Regions from separate parts of the Sus scrofa genome. Here region 1 is linked to region 2. A link is a contact called in public Hi-C data. All regions are on one chromosome and are shown on one strand. The core of a region is the stretch at or near the end of the contact, and the rest is flanking DNA. Distances in the headings are between cores, read along the strand shown. Region 1 has its middle 28 kb from the start of CSGALNACT1. Region 2 holds the start of CHRNB3 (neuronal acetylcholine receptor subunit beta-3).

Region 1 (2,700 bases), core at 170-2,669, 430 kb after region 2:
GCTGTGTAGCCAAAAATAAAAAAGAAAAAAAAAAAACAAAACCCTGTAATTAAATACAAAATTTTTTCTTCCTTAGTAGAGAGTAACTCAAAAAGTATGGTTCTTAGGGATCACCTAAGGGTTCTGTTTTTTTTTTGTCTTTTTGTCTTTTGTTGTTGTTGTTGTTGTTGCTGTTTCTTGGGCCGCTCCTGCGGCATATGGAGATTCCCAGGCTAGGGGTTGAATTGGAGCTGTAGCCACCGGCCTACGCCAGAGCCACAGCAACTCGGGGTCCGAGCCGCGTCTGCAACCTACACCACAGCTCACGGCAACGCCGGATCATTAACCCACTGAGCAAGGGCAGGGATGGAACCCGCAACCTCATGGTTCCTAGTCGGATTCGTTAACCACTGCGCCACGACGGGAACTCCTGTTTTTTTTTTTTTAACTTAAAAAAAATTTTTTTTTGAAGCTAGCCCATCCAGATATCAGGGCAGCTTATTTGATCTGTTATTTGCTTGAGTCTGAGGATCTCTCTCTTCCAATTGCTGAGATTGCTGACATGTTCCCAGTTGGTTTATTGATTCACTAAAAGAGACATCATCCATCTATGCTAGGCAGTGTAGAGAGGGGAAAAAAAGTAAGAAAATAAGATCCTTGATCTTTTTTACGCTCTCAAAGTCTAGTAAAAAATTGTTAACATTTCCAATTGCATCAAGTTCAACTGACTCGAAAGGAGCCCCAAATCAAACCCAATGAAGAGCAATCTATCTCTGTTTAAATTTCCACTTCACAGATGCTGGTGGAGTCTGCATGGTTGACTGTGATTGATTTGTTTCAGGTGCTTCGTGATGTGTCTTGCTAGCAACGCAGCTCTGAACGCTGCCAACACAAGACATTTTGGTTAATGTGTAATGTTAGCGGCATTCAGTTGTCCAGAGGTTTGTTTCCTTGAGTTACTTCTGGTAGAATTAATTTCTTTTTCTTTAAAAAGAAATTTTTTTTTTTTTTGGTCTTTTTAGGGTCACACCAGCAGCCTCTGTAAGTTCCCAGGCTAGGGGTTGAATCAGAGCTGCAGCTTCCAGCCTGCACTACAGCCACAACATCAAACCTAAGCTGCGTCTGGGACCTACATCACAGCTAACGGCAATGCCGGTTCCTTAACCCGGGATCGAACCTGCCTCGTGGATGCTGGTCAGGTCCATCACTGCTGAGCCACAGCAGGAACTCCTATTTCTCATTTTACACATGGCTGTTGAAAACAGACTCCATTTAGCAGGATTTATCCCATGAGGTCATACTCTTTCCTCTTTGGAGCTTTCACCAGTGGGACTCTTATTCCTTTGCATTAGTGATTTTGGCCCCGGGAAGCTTTTTCCCACTCTGACTGGTTTCTGAGCAAGCTTGCCTGGGCCTCTTTAGATTCCAGCTGTCGAGATTTTTGGTCCATTGCAAAATCTTTCCTATTACTGTGAAAAGGGAACCAAAATATGTAACACTCTGGCTTTAGGCTTATATTTTTCTAGTGCTTTTGTTGGGATTCAATTTTATCCTTATGTCCCTGACGTTATTTTTAATGGGACATTTTTCAGGGAGATTAATTATACCCTTGGCGCATCTGCTTTCCCATTTGAAAATTCTCTTTCTGTGATGGGATTGGAAAATAATAGAAAACAGTTCATAGAGCTGCCCTAGTTACCAAGAAAACAAACTGAAGAAATAACTGGCTTTTCTCTCTTTTTTCTGAACTGCCCTCCAAATACAGTAATCTCCTTCCTAAAATCTATGTATCTGTTTGGGATTACTACTTGAGTGGTTACTGAATTAATTTTTTTTTCTTTTTAGGGCCGTTCCCACGGCAAACGGATGTTCCCAGGCTACGGGTCAAATTAGAGCTACAGCTATGGGCCTACACCACAGCCACAGTAACAAGGGATCCAAGCTATGTCTGCGATTTACACCACAGCTCAAGGCAACACCGGATTCTTGACTCACTGAGCAAGGCCAGGGATTGAACCTGCATCCTCATGGATGCTAGTCGGGTTTGTTTCTACTGTGCCACAGGGGGAAGTCCTGGATTAATTTTTTGACAGAGTACTATGCGTCCTGCTTATAGTCTGAGAACGAAACAGTTTTTGTTTTTTCTTCGTTTTATTTTTAAAATTACGCAGGTAATACATGTATACATATTCAGTTTTGAAATGTAAAATTTTACAGATGTCTACTGGGTACAAAGTGTAAGTCCCAGTTTCCAGGACACTTATCTTGACCGTTATCAACATAGCAAATGAATATGATTCAATATATTGGCTCTGAGTGAATCTGAGGACAGTAGCATGTTCGGATTAGTAAAAAACATGTTAAATGTGTTAAAAAATTAAAACTCTTTAAAATGTATGTAATCCATATGTGCTTCTTGTTTGAAATTCGGAAAAAAACAGATAATTCCACTACCCAGAAGTCACCACCAATAATATCTAGTTTTTAATGCTTTTCTTTTTTTACTTTTTCTTTCTTTCTTTCTTTCCTTCTTTCTTTCTTTCTTTCTTTCTTTCTTTCTTTCTTTCTTTCTTTCTTTCTTTCTTTCTTTCTTTCCTTCCTTCCTTCCTTCTTTCTTTCTTTCTTTCTTTCTTTCTTTCTTTCTGTCTTTTCTTCCTTCCTTCCTTCCTTTCTTTCTTTCTTTCTTTCTTTCTCTTTTTCTTTCTTTTCTTCCTTCCTTCC
Region 2 (2,700 bases), core at 180-2,679:
ATTCTTTACTTATTATTATTTACTTATGTATTTATTTATTTTTAGGGCTGCTCCCACAGCATATGGAGGTTCCCTGGCTAGGGGTCAAATGGGAGCTGTAGCCGCTGGCCTACACCAGAGCCACAGCAATGTGGGATCCGAGCCGTGTCTGCAACCTACACCACAGCTCACAGCGTTGCCAGATCCTTAACCCACTGAGCGAGGCCAGGGACCGAACCTGCGTTCTCATGGATATTGGTCAGGTTGGGTACTGCTGAACCACAACAGGAACTCCCAGCCTTCCCAGTTCTTTTCTACCCTGGGCAAGGGGCTGGAGATCCTGTAATGACTGAGACGGAATGTCCTGCCAGTGCAGTGGAGTGGGAAGTGTCACTTTATCTGATTTATTGAAAATACAGGTGACACTTTCTGCGCCCTTGGTTAGCAGCAAATCTATTCCTGAGACAGTTGTAAATTCACAGTGGGCCAGGAACACACTCACATGGACGGGAAATCAATGTCTAATTGTTTCCTTCCTCTTCCATTGAAGCCGCAGTGTTCTGTAGTGTTTGCATGTGATAGGATCCAAAGACCCACTGCAGAGAGAAGAAGAGAGACAGCCCATCTCAGGAGCCTGTGATCTGGGGAGGGGGACAGCCGCCTGGTGGAGGAGGTCTGGGGAGCGGTGGAGAGGGGGCTGGAGGAGGAAATACGGTCCCGACTCTAGGCCTGACTGTTTTTGTTTTGTTTTTTACTAAAGTTAATTTTTCTTAAGTAAAGTATAGTTGATTTACAATGTTGTACCAATTTCTGCTGTACAGCATAGTGACCCAGTCATATTCATATATGTGTGCGTGTGGTGTGTGTGTGTGTGTGTGTGTGAGTGTGTACACATTCCCTTCCTTTCTTTCTTTCTTGTTAGGGCCGAATTTGTGGCATAAGGAAATTCCCAGGCTAGGGTCGAATCAGAGCTACAGCTGCCGGCCTACACCACAGCCACAGCAACGCAGATCCGAGCCATGTCTTTGACCTACACACAGTTCACGGCAATGCCAGGTCTTTAACCCACTGAGCGTGGCCAGGGATCAAACCCGAATTTTCACAGATACTAGTCAGATTCATTTTCGCTGTGCCACAAGGGGAACTCCTGTTTATCCCTTCTTAAGTAATAGTTTGCATCTACTAACCCCAAATTGCCAGTCCAGCCCACTTCCTCCTCACTCCCCCTTGGCAACCACAAATCTGTTCTCTATGTCCGTGACAGGTTCATTTGTGCCCAGGGCTTATTTTATAACTGAGAGTTTGTGCATTTTGATCCCTCATATTCATTATTCTTAAGCTCCAGGTGCAAACTGCAGGACAATGGAGGGACAAGAACGTCGGAGAAACTTTCCCAGGCTTCCACGATGCACGTTTTCACGTATGGGTTTCCCCTTCCGCTTGGATCTCCAACCATGAGAACTAGCACATTCAGAAGTCATCATCCTCTCTCCCCTGCCCTGCATCTCTTGGCCAGAGAGTGAATTAATAAGTCAGGAGTTAGGACCCAGAGATAGTTTTCAGACTTACACGATCTGACAGCTGGCTGGAAACCAACGAGGTGTACTTTCAGAGACATCACTCGTCACCCGATGTGGATGGTTTGAGCCCAGGACGCCCTCTCTGGGCGCCACTTTCTCTGGTCCCACTTTAGACTTTGAAGCCCTGCATTTTCTTTCTCCCACCCCCTTTTGGATAGAAATATCTTGCTGTTAAAGAGAAGGAATCACATCTCTCAAGCGGCCGTCATGATGCTGGCAGCCTTTGTCCTGGTGCTCAGCGCCCTGGGTGTCACCGGCTCAGGTAAGCTCAAGTTAAAGTAGATTAAAACTTGATCACTGTTGGTGCTGATAATGTTAGAATCACAAAGTGCAGGGTGTAGTATCTTTAGGATAACCTTTTAAGGTGTGGCTCCGGTGACCAATTCTGTGAAATCTGTTACATTGTAAAGAAATCTTAATTATGAATTTCATAACCTTTATGCTTTTGTCATTATTGTGTTATTCCTTTTGAATCCTTATGAGCTTGGTAGGAGGATATAAAAGTGAAGAAAATGTTAGTGAATGCACTAAATGGAACTCAGAGAATTGTTAAGATATTTGGCATAGGTACTGACTGCATCAACCTTTTAATAGCATATCTATTAATATTCACTAGAGCTGTGTGTAGATAATTATCCAACATATCATGTGGATATAGAAATACTTGCTTTATGTATGTAGGAATATTTAGTATGATTGTATATCACAATTGAACAAAAATGTATCTCAAATACCTATGAGCCTGTGTGAGTATTCTATGATGGTTATGGAGAGGAAAATAGAGGAATACTGAATAAAAAATGAGGGCAAATAAAAAGAGAGTGAAGAGGAAAGGGGGAAAGTAACTAAAAAGGTTAGGGAAGAAACGGTCATTGTCATCTGACAGTTTTCTGGGTTTTGGAATCGTTTTGCTTTTCCTGTAACTTAAGAACAGGAAACTGACACCAGAAACCATACAGAGCCAGGAGCCAGATGGTGAGAAACTGTGTTGTTCTGTTAGCACTTTGTATTTATCTGTCACTAGTGTTGTAGCCACATGTGATTACTGCAATTTTCAGATGGCGATGGGGAGGCACTGAGATAGATTTGCCCAAATCCTGAAATAAATCCTGGATTTAAAAATCATAGGGCTGTAAGGCAC

What was found. A called contact is a pair of places that touch in the nucleus more often than the background predicts.
Region 1: a Hi-C map of retroperitoneal adipose tissue shows a contact between it and region 2, with 2.1 times the contacts expected there. The contact joins the enhancer-like site here to the promoter of CHRNB3 in region 2. A contact is called at or near these places in 7 of 47 Hi-C or Micro-C datasets (alveolar macrophages, heart right ventricle, mesenteric adipose tissue and 4 more).

Annotation. Positions count from the first base shown.
Region 1 is chr17:12,115,797-12,118,496 of Sscrofa11.1, forward strand. No RefSeq gene overlaps it. Among named protein-coding and RNA genes, the nearest start is that of CSGALNACT1, 28 kb to the right of the region's middle. Within about 2 kb of position 1,420, at least 7 of the 83 cell types and tissues checked have an H3K27ac peak or open chromatin away from gene starts, as enhancers often do. A contact at or near this core is called in retroperitoneal adipose tissue and subcutaneous adipose tissue, where this site is marked.
Region 2 is chr17:11,686,217-11,688,916 of Sscrofa11.1, forward strand. It overlaps CHRNB3 (neuronal acetylcholine receptor subunit beta-3), which reads left to right and starts at 1,430. Exons shown (of 6, transcript XM_003359872.5): 1 at 1,430-1,821. The coding sequence starts at 1,767.